Linked DNA regions of Sus scrofa: region 2 is linked to region 1. Evidence: chromatin contacts called from public promoter capture Hi-C data. All regions are on one chromosome and are shown on one strand. Each heading gives the region's core, a stretch centred on a gene start, on an enhancer-like site or on the middle of the called end of the contact. The rest is flanking DNA. Distances are from core to core; before and after follow the strand shown. Region 1 overlaps RETREG1 (reticulophagy receptor FAM134B). Region 2 overlaps MYO10 (unconventional myosin-X).

What was found. Promoter capture Hi-C pulls out the DNA fragments that hold promoters and counts their contacts.
Region 2: a promoter capture Hi-C map of liver shows a contact between it and region 1, with 7 times the contacts expected there. The contact joins two enhancer-like sites. A contact is called at or near these places in 1 of 5 promoter capture datasets (liver), 9 of 47 Hi-C or Micro-C datasets (blood, embryonic fibroblasts, fetal heart ventricle and 3 more) and 2 of 2 datasets of contacts at active chromatin or transcription factors (alveolar macrophages and skeletal muscle).

Annotation. Positions count from the first base shown.
Region 1 is chr16:5,764,315-5,771,474 of Sscrofa11.1, forward strand. The region is part of intron 3 of RETREG1 (reticulophagy receptor FAM134B); the gene reads right to left. Among named protein-coding and RNA genes, the nearest start is that of ZNF622, 53 kb to the left of the region's middle. Within about 2 kb of position 5,452, at least 13 of the 83 cell types and tissues checked have an H3K27ac peak or open chromatin away from gene starts, as enhancers often do. A contact at or near this core is called in liver, where this site is marked.
Region 2 is chr16:5,906,009-5,913,586 of Sscrofa11.1, forward strand. It overlaps MYO10 (unconventional myosin-X), which reads right to left. Exons shown (of 41, transcript XM_005672397.3): 39 at 6,213-6,665; 40 at 4,199-4,390; 41 at 1,103-2,591. The coding sequence ends at 2,490. Among named protein-coding and RNA genes, the nearest start is that of RETREG1, 30 kb to the left of the region's middle. Within about 2 kb of position 5,118, at least 1 of the 83 cell types and tissues checked has an H3K27ac peak or open chromatin away from gene starts, as enhancers often do. A contact at or near this core is called in liver, where this site is marked.

The DNA of each region.
Region 1 (7,160 bases), core at 4,202-6,701:
AGACAAATACGCTTCTAAGAGCAAGTTTTCAACATATTACAAAATGGGGAAACTATGACTCTTTAGAGTTCATGTTCAGTTTAATTCCTTGGAAGGAACGTCACCCCCCCCCACTAGTGTTACAAGCTAGTCCAGAAACACTGAGTTAATTACTTTGAGGAGAGAGCCATGTTTAAATATATGCATGCCACATAATTAGTGAGTCCTGCAGAGAACACTCTCCCTAGGGGATGCGCGTCATTTCGCAAAATACCTAAACACATTTGTAATCCCCTCATCTTACCTGAAGATGGCGTTTAGAGGTGTAATTTCTACAGGCATCATGTGCAGACACTACACTGATAGATGGGTCTGTTTTCTTTGCAAACAAAAGTATTTGCTTAGCGTTCCACTCAAACCCCACCACAAGCCGACACTTCCTGAGTCACAGGGGAATACTGGTGCACAGTGGCTTGTTCTGTTTAAAGCTACCAAGGCAGCCACATCATCACGGTCATTACTACGTGACACTCCTTAAGCACCACCACAAGTCGGTGTCTGCCGGCCCTGGAGACCCGCTCCAGCCTTGAAGCACAGCAACCCATCAGAAATCCCAGTTACAGAGGAGGGGAGGCATGTGGGGGTCCGAGCCCCTCCTGCACCTCTTCCCCCACCAGATACTCACCACGGCTGTCCCCCTTCCAAGACAAGGGCTCTGCCCTCCGGAGATCCCCCATCAGACACTGCTGAAGCCCCAGAGCCACATCTTTAATAGCCCTTGGTGGCACTGACCCAGTGGGTGACAATCATGCCTGGGGTAGGCAGACCCTGCAGAATGGAGGCTTTTGTGCAGGGGGTGAGCATGGGCAAGTGAGTCCTGGCCTGGAAGGCTCCTGGGTGGCTCCTCATAAGGGTAACACACCTGTCCTAAGCTCACTGAATTTGTGTGTGTCTCTCAGGAACAGCCAGGATGCTCTCTACCCCACCATTTTCCAACATGTGCACCAGGCCACTTTGTGATGTAGATGTACGGCCACACGCTGCCACATCCAGGTCCTGCGCCTTGCCTTTGCCTGCTTGAGATCCAGAGGTGCCAGGTCCCGTGGGTGAGAGAAGGCAGTTCTTGGTGTAAAGGCACCAAGGGAACAAAGCGACTGAAGAGGGAACGGAGGCATGAGAGGAGGAGAGAGAGATCAGAAAACACAGCAGGGAGGTCCTTCTCAGGTAGAACCGTCCTGCCTGAGGGTCTCACTCACACAAACCCCGATGAGATGAGGTCGCTCTGGCCCAAGAGCCAGAAGCCAGGATTCCCCCAGGAGGTCATTTTTATTTTCCTTTTCAGAGTTTACTGGTGGTTTCACAAGAACAGCTGAAGAGACATGAACAGAATTTTAACTTGCTTCTGCTTGAAGGTCTTTCCTCTGCGTTTGGGCTGGTTCTTACTACACATGCTTCCTAGGCTGCCATGGGGACAACCAGCCCCAGAAATCAAATGAAATCCCCTGATTTTATTTTATTTTATTTTATTTTTTTTGTCTTTTGTCTCTTGTTGTTGTTGTTGCTATTTCTTGGGCAGCTCCCGCGGCATATGGAGATTCCCAGGCTAGGGGTTGAATCAGAGCTGTAGCCACTGGCCTACGCCAGAGCCACAGCAACGCGGGATCCGAGCCGCATCTGCAACCTACACCACAGCTCACGGCAACGCTGGATCGTTAACCCACTGAGCAAGGGCAGGGACCGAACCCGCAACCTCGTGGTTCCTAGTTGGATTCGTTAACCACTGCGCCACGACGGGAACTCCGAAATCCCCTGATTTTAGTTGAAAGAGAAGTGTGATAGGAAATGTCTCATTTTTCAAAGCAACCTTTCTTTAAACACCGCAAGCTCATGCCCTATTTATTCAAACACAAAACTGAGGTGTTATTTTTTCCCTTTAATTCCAACCCACAACTGACCTTCTCTGGAAATGAATCGATACTTTCTGTCCCCTGGTTTTCAGTTGAAAATGAGGTGAGTGGAACACTTCATTTTCTGTTTCTTCATACAAGTGTATCTATTGAATCCACGTGTGGCAGAGGCTCTGCTCTTGGTAATTTGCCTCACTCTGATCCACCAAGGATTTGAGATCGCTTAGAAAAGTACATAGAGGAGTTCGCATTGTGGCTCAAAGGGTTAAAAACCCAACTAGTACCCATGAGAATTTGGGTTTGATCCCTGGCCTCACTCAGTGGGTTACGGATCCAGTGCTGCTGCAAGCTGCAGTATAGGCCACAGATGTGGCTCGGATCCTGTGCTGCTGGGCTGTGGCGTAGGCTGACAGCTGCAGCTTGGATTCGACTCCTAGCCTGGGAACTTCCATATCCATAGGTGTGGCCAGAAAAAGAAAAAAAAGTACATAGGAAACAAGGGATAAAATAAAGACCTCAGGGAGCACAGCCTGTTAGTCCACTGGATGTATTTGTACAAAATAGTGAATTTTCTCCAGAAGACACAGCCCCACACGAGGGCCCAGGGCTTGGGGTCAGAGCCTGGGATGGGCAGAGGCAGCCCCCGACGAGCTCCCTCAGCTGGGTGCCCTGTACACAGCTGCTGCAGCCAGGGCAGGTAGTGACCCTACGAAGGAATGAGGCTAAGACGCCTGATGGGAGAGAAAATAAGAAAGCGCAGGGGAGGAAGGGTGCCCAGAGGTGCATCCGGAAGGTCGTGCACATGATCCAGACACAAGCTGTAACTTTACCTCGGCGTGGCTAAATCAGAAGGTTCACAGTGCCCATCAGATTAAAGCCAGGAGTTCCTGTTGTGGTGCAGTGGAAATGAATCCAACCAGTATCCATGAGGACTCGAGTTCAATCCCTAGCCTCACTCAGCCGGTCAGGGATCTGGCATTGCTGTGGCTGTGGCGTAGGCTGGCAGCTACAGCTCCTAGCCTGGGAACCTCCATGTGCCGCGTGTGAGGCCCTAAAAAAGGACAAAAGGAAAAAAACAAAAAACAAAAAAACCGCAGCAGACCAATCAGACAGAAGATAACTTGTGCCCTGAGCGCCCCTCCTGCGGGTCCTCAGCTCACTGTCCAACACAGTGGGCAGACATCCTTGTTCCCCCAAGAAGTGGTAACTCCTTTCACCAACACAGGTCACTGGTAGCAACCCAGGCTCACCTGGTTAAGTCACTTCCAGGAAGGATCAAAACGGTGCAAACCGAACATACGCCCCTTGTAGCCCTACCAAACAGACCAGCCAGATCAAACCACCCAGGAGTGCACCGTTTCGTATACACTCGCGGCTGAGACCACCCTCGAGAGAGACTGCATGGAGTGCAGATGCTGAATACCCTCTGGAGAGATCACAACCGGCAGTCAGGACAGTCACAACCGACAGACCACAGACGGCTGAGGTGCTTCCACGCAAAAGTGACCTATTCTGTGTGGCGTAAGCAAATGTATAACTTATGTTAAGCATTATTCCCTATTTTTTGAGGACTTACAATGAGCCACTCATCAAGCTCAGTATTTAGTGTGGGTTACCACATTTAATCTGTAATACAAACCTATAAAGGAAATGTTACTATCCCCATTTTATTGATAACAAGATGAAATTCAGAGAGGCCAACCAGCTAGTCAATGGGAAGGCGGGGATTGGCAGCCAGGATTGGAAATGACTTTGCATCCTTCCACAGACCACGTCTGCAGTCACACGACAGAAGAGTTAAAACAGTTAAAACAGTTAAGTGTTTATGCCTGAAGATGTGAGCTGCAACTCACTAGGAAGTTATTCTATATAAATAAGTATATTCATCAAGAGACCAGACCTTTGGAGCATCCCTCTGTTAGGAAGAGATGCCACTGAGCAGCAATTTTTTCAAGAGCAGGGAGAGGGGAGTTCCCGTCGTGGCGCAGTGGTTAACGAATCCAACTAGGAACCATGAGGTTGCGGGTTCAATCCCTGCCCTTGCTCAGTGGGTTAAGGATCCGGCGTTGCCGTGAGCTGTGGTGTAGGTTGCAGACGCGGCTCGGATCCTGCGTTGCTGTGGCTCTGGCGTAGGCCGGTGGCTACGACTCCGATTTGACCCCTAGCCTGGGAACCTCCATATGCCGCGGGAGCGGCCCAAGAAATAGCTAAAAAGACACAAAAAAAAAACAAACCAAAAAAAAACAAAAAAAAAAGAGCAGGGAGAGGGAGCCAGAGGGTAAGTTTTACCACAGACAGACAATCTCTGTGGGAAAAGAATCTTTGAGAAAGGATGGTATGTGTATAGACTGGGTCACTTTGTTGTTCAGCAGAAATTATCACAACTTATAAATTAACTACACTTCAATAAAACTTTTTAAAAAATGATAACTGAAAAAAATTTATAAAAATAAGTAGCCAGTAAATACTTCTTTCTCCGGATAATAGTCTTAAAGCCCCCAAACTCACTGTCTTTTTTTTTTTTTTTTTTTTTTTTGTCTTTTTAGGACCGCACCTGTAGCATATGCAAGTTTCCAGGCTAGGGATTAAATTGGAGCTGCAGCTGCCAGCCTACACCAGAGCCACAGCAATGCGGGATCCTAGCCAAGTCTGCGACCTACACCAAGTACAATACAAGTACAATACATTTCTTCTTTATGTTCATTTTCCTCTATACTATTTCTATTTCCCTAAAGGGACAGTCATAACATCTCAGTGGGCAAACACCGCTGTGCATGAGATTTGAGCATGATAATGGGAGAAAAAAGAATGTATACATGTATGTGTAACTGGGTCACCATGCTGTACAGTAGAAAAAAAACTGTATTGAGGAAATAACAATTAAAAAAAAGGGATCTGCCCCTCAGGTAAGTCTGTCCCCTCACATGCCTTCTGTGGGACTCAGATTTCCACAGTGAGGAGAAACCCTGGAGCTCTAGACGCATGGGCTCTACACCATGTGCCCATGAAGGAACAAAAGGCCAGAAGTAAGGACAGCCTGCAGGAGTGAGCCAGCTCCCTGTCAGGGACAACTTCTCTTGGCAGCCCCAGGACAGACCTTTCCACGGCCCACCCACACGGCAGCTGCAGCCCATCTTCGGGTCTGAAAACAAATCTTCATCACATTTTAGGGATGGCAAAGTGACCCCCTGTTGATAAAACAGAAATGAGCTTTGGAGTTCCCACTGTGGTTCAGCAGGTTACAAACCCAACTAGTGTCCATGAGGATGGTGGGTTCAATCCCTGGCCCCACTCAGTGGGTTAGGGATCCAGTATTGCTGTGGCTGTGGCGTAGACCAACAGTTGCAGCTCTGATCCCACCCCTAGCCTGGGAACTTCCATATGCCGTGGGTGCAGCCCTTAAAAAAAAGAAAAAAGAAAAAAGCCTTTAACAAGGCTTCATCACTGGAAGCTTCTGGGGAACCGCATGGGTTTGGGAAGAATGTTGCTTGTTAACTGGTCGTTAAACTATCTCACGCTGAACAAACTCTCTTGCGACAAGGACAGACTGCGTTGTTCTCTGTGTTCTCAGTCAAATTGCAAATATCAGCCCAGCTGGGTCAGAGTAGGATTTTAAAAGTGGTAAACACTGTCTATGCCAGAGAGATATTTTCCACGACTGTATTAGAGGGGAGAAGAAAAATAAATCATTTGTGCCTTCGACGAAGCTTTCTTGAACGCCTAGAAGGCCCTGGGGATGTATAAGGGAAGACAATGGAGCACACTTAACCTCTGTGTGAACTGCATTTATTCACTTCACCTCTCTGCCTATTTGAAAACCAACAGCAGCGTAAGGACTCTCTCTGGCAGGCATATGAAGGCTGAAATACGCCCTCTGGTGGGACTCAACCGATGGTACAGGCACACAAAGCGTGAGCCTGGGCGTTCGGGTCAGACTTCATGATGCTTTTCTTAGCCTCACTTTGTATTTTAGAGAAATAGTATTAGCACAGCATAGACTTCATGAGGGAAAATTAAACCTATAAAATTAATTTAAAATTAATATTAAAAATTAAAATGAATTAACATTATAAGATGAGCCAACCTGAATTATCAAAACATCTGAATTAAAGAATATATTTAAAAACAACTTCTTTTAAACCTTCCAAGACCAAAATTCCATGTGCTTGCTAATGCCATTTCCAAACACTCAAGAGGCCACTGTGTGTTTGAAAAGCTTTGGTTTTCTTAAGCACAATAACCCTTCATATATCCAGAACCCAAATATATGGCAATTTCTCCACTCCAGAGCAGAGTAGGTCTAATGTGCAAATAGCAGAGATTGCTATAACAAGAGTTAACAGTTTTAGAGGCTGAGTAGCCTTTTTCAAACTTTTGAGTCTTTACTATGTTATATGAGACCTCAAATAACAAGTTCAGAGAGTTTGGTGTTAACAGCCAACATTTTGCCTCTTAAATGCCAAACCTGCACACTGTCCTCAGTAATAGTCTACTTACTAGTTGAGCATTAGATCTGGGTGCAACACAAGCAGATGTTACTGAACAATCTGGAAAGAAGTTGCTCTCTGTGATTTTCTTTCTTTCTTTTCTTTTCCTTTTTTTTTTTTTTTTTTTTTTTTTTGCCATTTCTTTCTTTCTTTCTTTTGCTTTTTAAGTCCACACCTGTGGCATATGGAAGTTCCCAAGCCAGGGGCTGAATTGGAGCTACAGCTGCCTGCCTACACCACAGCCACAGCAACGCAGGATCCAAGCCATGTCTGCGACCTACACTGCAACTCACAGCAACCCTTAATCCACTGAGCGAGGTCAGGGATCAAACCCGCACCCTCATGGAGACGAAATGGGTTCATAACCCGCTGAGCCACAACAGGAACTCCACTCTGCGATTTTCAAGGGGCCATCCCACCAGGGCTCCTTCTCCTGTCCCCTGAGTAGCAGGATGCCATGTCACCCTTATTCACTGTGGACTTCTGAGACACTTGTTCCCCCAAATCCACACTGAGCATGTTCCACCCTCAGGGCCCATATCACTGGGCCTGACCTGCCTGAAGTTGTTCTGGTCTTGCAGAAGGCAAAGCCCCTGATGTGAGTCCAGGCACCTAGGGCAGGTCTGCACCACCATGCACTGAACCCAGGTCCTTGTCACCTGACATGTGACCCCAAACAACTCTGCAACTTCCAATGTGCTAGCTTTTGCCCTTGGATTTTCTTCTCTCTCTTTTTTTTAAAAATTTTTATTATAGTTGATTTACCACGTTCTGTCAATTTCTGCTG
Region 2 (7,578 bases), core at 3,868-6,367, 140 kb after region 1:
GATGCCTTTTGCTATAATAAGCAGATAACACTCAAAATTACTCCACCAACCACTTTCAGACCTATTGATTTCACACACAAATGAGTGCATGTAAATCTGGTGAAATCAGAATAAACTCCGTGGATGGAGGAAGCTCAGTATTAGTTTCTTAGCTGTGGTATTTTCTGTGGTCGTGCAAGATGTTACCACTGGGGAAACCAGATGGATAGGGTACTGGCCTCCCTGGACGTCCTACTACAACTTCCTCTGAGTCTCTAATTTTTTCTAAATAAAATGTTAAAACGAAGCTACTGACGCATAGAGGCTTTTGTGTTGATAGCCAGGTTTTAGTGGTGGTGCTGTTGCAGGGCCTGAGCCAAGCCCCTCTGCCTTTCTCTGCCTACTTTCTTATAGTTGGGGTCCGAGAAGCCACAGTGGGAACCCTGAGTGCTCAGCCATGGAAAAGCCACTTCTGCCCACTGCTCTTGGGGCCTCAAGTGAAAACAAAGCCATGAAACATCCGAGTCTTAGCTCACCTCTCACCTCCTCTCTTGTCATCTTGGTTACTGATGCTGAGGCACTACCTGGTTTCAGGTCGCCTCCCAAGCGCTGTGCAGTGGGAGGTGGCCATTCCCAGACACAAGGAGACAAGCGGTAAAGAGACGGGTGCCACTGGGGGGCGCTACGGGTGCTACTCCCGTTCCACATCTGCCTGAGGAGCCTGTGCAGGGGGAACCATGTCCCCAGCTTGTTCTCTGGGTAGACTGGTCACTAAAGAAGCTCCTCATGTACCCTGATCACACTGGGGGGAGGTTTACAGGACCATGACTCTGTCATCACGCATCCTGAGGCTTAGCAACAGGAGATGGTGTGACATCCACATCTCAGGTCCCCCCATGTCTGTGATTTCATCAAACCTGGTCGTTTACCTCCTCAGCTTTCTTGGACTCATGCTCTGTGTCCAAAAAAACCAGCTGAGACGGCTGCATGTTTGCTTCTAAGACCTGGTGATCAAGTGCAGGACCCACACGACCTTGACCCTTTGAAGCCCAGAACATTAAAACCCCAACAAAAACAAGCCCATATGGTACTGAGAGCCACCCCATAAAGACAAGCTACTGCATGTTAGCTAATATCTTTTTATTGGCAGACTTTCTCTGAGCCAACAATGTTTCTGCATGGCTGTCCACAGGGATAAGGCAAATTTCTTCCTTCTTTGTGGGTAGACTTAGTTGGCCTAAGTCTTTACAAGCTTTCTATATAAAAATAGAAGTCCAAGACCAGATAATTCTCCTTCTGGTCCTAAAGGCTGATTTATTTACAGGGGCCTTATTCAGACCACTATTATAAACTCCGGATAAAATATGTGTTTTTTATTAAAGCCTCAGCATTGAATGTCAGGGTCCTTTAATGATTTGCTCATGTGTATTACGCTTTCAGGGCAGGTAGCCTCTTTCTCTCATCTTCAAACCTGGTTATGTCGCCACCTACCCGGAGTGATACAAGCTAACCTTCAAAGAAACACTTTTTTTTTTTTAAAACTTAAATCTCTTAGAAACTAAAGACTCCAACATGACTTCATAGAGTTCTAAAAACAGCACTGGAGCCAGCTGTTGAAGAGTGGTTTATAAATACAGTTATTTGTAGGCTGCATATCCGTTTATAATACAGCAGACACAGATTGCAGACGCTGCTACATGTAAGACAAAACTGGAGTCAAAATGTGGCTTTTGCAATACAGCAAAGACAGGAAAATCCAGGATTCCGGTCTGTTAGTAAAACCTCCTTGGAAAGGAAGCATGGACGCCTGTAACTCTGAACTATTAAAATATACAGACCATTGCACACCGTCTTTCCCTCTGCTCTTAGTGCTCCTGGAACAATGATGAAAGTGATGGGTTTGTTTATGAACACATGCATGCTTGGGCAAGCACACAGACTTCAAAGATGAAACAAAGAGAAAAAGTTAATTCACGTCAGCGAGGAAGGCTGCCAGCAGCGCTCCAACTAAAACAGACTGTCCCTTCACTCTCCCTCCGTTCCCCTCCCAACTCCCTCACCTTCCCTCCAAGGGGAAATCAGGCTGGGAGGTTAGTGCAGAATTGATGGATCAGCCGCCCCCCCCACTCCCTTCCAACCTTAGGAAGTCTCTCCTGAAAGGGGGGGGCCCAGCATGTCCCTTCAGTAGCACAGTTAAGGTGGATTCATGTAGGTTCCACAAGTTAAGGCACTTCTGGCTGCTTTGGTGGCAGCGTGGGTATCATTTCCTCTCTTGTTAAGGCATGTGTCATCTAAGTGAAGTAAAGCTTTGGAAACTGGGTTAAGCTTGACAGCTGGATACGCGATCACTGGAGTGGACGGGGCGTAAGGTCCCCCGAGACACCCTCCTCCGATGAGGGTCTTCCAGAAAGCCCGGGCGGCCCTGCTTCGGGCTCCAGGCACGGGAGCCGGTTGGGGCTGCAGCGGGTGGTGCGTGCAGATGCCGCATTCACGGGGACTCCCAGCCACCTTCACCTGGAGCTGCCCTGACTGCTCACGGAGCGCGAGGTGCTGTAGCGCTTCTTCACGATCATGCTGATGTAGGCTTTCATCAGCTTGGCTACGTCCACCACCTGCCGGGGAGCAGAATTGGTACAGGGTCATCAGCCTCCATGGGGTCAGGGGGCCCGGGATAATGACCAGGCACGGCAGTCTCTGCCCAGCAAGGGCAAACGGGGGCCATCCTTCCAGCAAAAGCCAGGGGCCTGCTGTGAGAATCCACGGACTCCACAGCGCAGGCTGCGTATGCGGCCCAAAGTTGATCCGCTTTTCCCTATTCCTACGCCGGAAGAAGGGCACTCGCTGTCTTTCCCAATACAACGCGCGCCACCTGGTGGTTGCCCGGCATAATTGTCACATTTTGCAGGTAAAATAAAGCCCCCACGGGATGACACAAGTGTGCTGCCGTGATTATGGCGGGGGTCACTGTCCCCACTTAAAAGGGGAAACGACAGCGCCCACAATCACAGCTTTTAAAGATTGGTCAACTCCTCACGGTGACTCTGGACACAGAAATGAGACTTGAGGGCCTGGCAGAGCTATTTGCCGTTCTGCTTCCTGCCAGCTCCAAGCTTGCAGTAGTTATTTCAGATGATGCGTTCACTGTCACCCCTTCTGGCCTGTCCCTCCTGATGGCCTGCATCCTTGTGAAGATACCCCTACTGACTTCCATTTTTCCCTGTTCTCTCTTGGACTCCAATCTCATCCCACATCTCTGTAAAAGCACTGTTATTGTTACATATCATGCCCAAAGATCCTATGGCAGTTCCCTATTGTCTATGCAATGGACCAAACCCTGCAGCCTGCTCCGGAGACCCTCCAGTGGGAGGCCCCCATCTTGTTTCAGCTCCATGACACCTCCTGCACCACATCCTTGTCCAATCACCGTCTCCCAGCATATCCTCCCCATCACTTAAACCAACAGCCGAATGGGCAGCATGTGATTCGTGCCCATTTCCAATCTTGAGGTGTTAGCAGCTCCCTGTGCAGAGACCCCAGTGGGCTTCTTGTATTATCATCACTATTACCGCCATATTTTAAGCTCTGGAACAGGATGGCATACATACATAGAGGGGTGTTTTGTTTGTTTTTCTTTTTATGGCCACACCTGTGGCATATAAAGTTCCCAGGCGAGAGGTTGAATTGGAGCTGCAGCTGCCAGTCTATACCACAGCAACACAGGATCCAAGCCTCATCTGTGACCTACATCACAGCGCACAGCAATTCTGGATCCTTTAACCCATTGAGGGAGGCCAGGGATCAAACCTGCATCCTCATGGATACTAGTCAGGTTCTTAACCTGCTGAGCCACAAGAGCAGCTCCCAAAGAGATAGGTCTTTTTTGCAATTTTTTTTTTTTTTTTTTTTTGCTGGCTAGAATCAGCTCTGTCCAGAATGGTCTGCCCCTTGCTCCCTCCTGCTCTGTGGACATGGCCGGATCCAAGTTCCCCCAGATGCCATCCACTGTCACATCATCTAGTAATTCTGCCAAATGATACCGAAGAAATTTGGGGCTGTCCGATTTTTGGCCCGTGAGAAGCCTGCAGCTGGGGAGGGACCACCAGACTGTACCTTCCTATGTCTTAAAGCAAAATATCCAAATAAAATTTGTCAAATTTTAGGAAACGGGGTGTTGCTTTTTTATTTTGCCAAGGCCACAGATGAAAGATTCGCCTCTTACCTCACTGGTTTCAAAGAGCAGCTCCCTCTCATCGACGACAATCTTGTATGTGTTGGCGAGGGGGGCCCCAAAGGAGAGGATGTGCTCGTATTGGAAGACTTCCAACGGCCTCCCCTCCCCACGCTTGTAGACGGAGACAGCGTCCGCGCTGACGCCCAGCCAGAGGTCCTGGGGAAAGCCGCCTTCCTTGCACTGGTGGGCGAGAGTCAGTGCAAGGGTTGTTAGGTCATCAACGTTAGAAACAGAAACAAGAGAGGCTCTAAGTCAAGGACACTGCACGGACTATTAAACACATTCAACGTGTCTTCGTGCCTGGGGGGGAAGTGAAATACAGCTGTCCTGAGTGATTTCTGACTGGCTGATCCCGTGCATTTGGGGAACCCTCACTGGTAAATCCAACATCTGGCCTGCATGCCCCACATCTCAACATCATTACCTGATGTTGTAACAGCCACCTGAATCAGTAGCGTGGAGTTGGCAGTAGCTGCGGAAATTGACAAGGAGCCCCCCAGCAAATCAAGCAGCCTGAGCCAGGGCTACCCTCTTCTATCTCTAGTTCTGCCTCCATTCCTATTTTCTTTTTCTTTTTACGGCCTCACCTGCGGCATACGGAAGTTCTCAGGGTCGAATCGGAGCTGCAGCTGCCAGCCTACACCACAGCCATAGCAATGCCAGCATCTGCAACCTACGCCGCAACTTAACCACTGAGTGAGGCCAGGGAATCAAACCCGAATCCTCATGGACACCATGTCATGTCCTTAACCTGCTGAGCCACACTGGGAACTCCAAGATGATAATTTTTCAAATAAAACAATCTAGGATCCCATAGGGAAATTCCCCAAATTTGTGCTGGGCAGTTTTGGCTTCTCTTATTAAACAACACAGGACAAGGAGCAGCAATGACCAGTTGTGTGCACAGTGACTGATCTAACTTGTTTAACAACAGACTTTCTTGCACAATCAGCAGTGGAAAATAAGAGCCAGGACTTGTACTTAAAAACAAATGTAACTGAATCAACCCACAGAAAGACAGCATCCAATGAAAAGTCATGAAAGGATCCTGGAACAGATGCTCAAGAATTACATTTTTATAGCGCCTCATTTAAAAGTCATGAAATAACATGCTGATTGACTATGATCACAAGGAAAACAGACAGGGGTTGTGGCCAACTTAGTGGTTTAAGGGTAAATATTTTAGGTTTTGTGGTCTCTGTCACAGCTATTTAACCCTGCCATTTTAGCGTGAAAGCTGCCTGAGAAAAATACATAAAGGAATGAGCATTGCTGTGTTCCAATAAAACTTTATTTACAAAAAGAAGGCAGGCAGGATCTGGCCACTGGGCAGTTTGCCAAGCCTTGATCTAGATCAGTAATAAGGTTTTCTTTCAATAAATGGTTTACGTTTTAAAAAAAGGATATGAATCCGTACTAGGTTGACGTGAATTTTAGCCAAATTCCAACTGTGTAACAGAAATTCCTCCCTACCAACAGTCATGGGAAAAAATAAAAATCCAAGTCTATCCCAAATTTCTAATTTTATGTACAAAGTCCCAAAAAACTTTAAAAAATTAATGTAGATTTTTACCAGCACTTTTTAACTGGATCTATAGCTTGAATAACATGGAGTTGGAAGTTACTTAAGAATAAGTGGCATCTTGTCAGCTCCCTGGTGGTCTAGCAGTTAGGATGCAGCACTTTCTCTGCTGCAGCCCAGGTTCAATCCCTGGTCTGGGACCTGAGATCCAACATCAAGCTGCTGCACATTGCAGCCAAAAAAAAAAAAGAGTGACATTTAAATTTTCTGGTCGCTTCCAATATTAAGAAAGTATTTACTATAAAGGAGGACATACACCTTGGGTAGGTGGTGGGGGTGTTAAGGGTAAAATGTCAGGGGCTCTAATAGAAGAGGGTAAGACAGTCCAATGTTGGGCCTGGTCTGCCCTCCCTATGAACTTGACCACGGTCACACTGACTCAGGTGCAACCTGGGCCAGGAAGCAGCAGCCAGCTCTTACCTCCACATCAAAGAGCGTCGACCCGTACCCAGGCCACTCCTTGATCAAGGCCATGTACTTGGCCATGGCCTGTTCCTGGCTCATCCCCTGAAACTTCTTCCACTTGTCCATGATGCTGGCTCGTGCCGAGGACACCTCCTCCTTGACCCACATGTCCAGCATTTGCTCCTCCTCCACCTTCTGGCGCACGGCGGCCCCTGTCCGGAAGCTCCGCCGCAGCGTCCCCTCCAAGAAGCTTGTGCGCCTCTTCTCCAGCCTCTCGCTGGGTGTGAAGCTCTTAGTGGACTGGCTAATGCGGGCCTTGAGCCTCTGCAGCGAGTAGACCTCCTCGAGAGGCGGGACGGTGGCGTGCAGTGTGTAATCCCCCTGCAGGTACTGTAGCCGCAAGGCAGCCAGCACCTGCAGGTTCTCCTCGGGGGCTGGGTAATGGCCGCGGATGACGGCTTCGTGGGCCTGCAAGCAGGTGGGCGAGAGCTTTAGGGGCGCGGAGGGATGCTTGGCCAGCTTGCTCCCTTGGCCACTTGTGCCTAAGCCACCTTCTCAAATGCCACCTTCCCTAGAAATTGTACCCTGACCCCCCCCCCAACCTTTGCTGTTTTAAATCCCTCCCTGGCACGGATACCACTGAACACATGTACTTTATTTCTTACTGTCTCTCCCCTCAACTAGAACAGTTCCTGGTATAGGAGTTCAAATAATAAGTGTAGAATTTCATTCTACAACTGAATGAAAGAGCAGCTGACCCTGTCCATGCTGGGAAGTCCACTGCCACGTGTGATGTCTTGCCCTTTTTAAAAATTAAAAAAATTTTTTTTATTAAAGAGATGCTGCACTTCCATGTTTACTGTAGTTCATAACAGCCAAGATATGGAAACCAGCTAAGTGTCTATTAACAGATGAAAGGATAAAAGCATACATACACACACAATGGACTACTACTCGGCCTTGAGAAAAAAAGGAAATCTGTCATTACGAATATTGTATAATATCCCTTACATGGGGAATCTAAAAAACCAAACAAAGCGAAAAACTGAACTGGAGAAAACAAGAATTAAATAATGGTTACCAAAGGCTGGGGGTGTGGTGAAGGGATGGAAGAGAGGCTGTTTTTTTAGGGTACATGCTTGCAACGAGTAGGTAAAGAAATTCCTGGAGATCCCATATAAAGTGCAGGAATTAGAGACCACAAAGCTGTACCATGTATAAACCTTAAACCTGCAAAAAACACTAGACCTTCACTGTTCCCCTCACTAGAACAAATACAACTCTGCGCCTCGTGTGATTTCTAAGGACAGGCAGCTCATGTCCGCACAGGGAGGATGGCGCGTGGTCTATGGATGGGTTTCACCCTCGCTCGCCTGCAAAG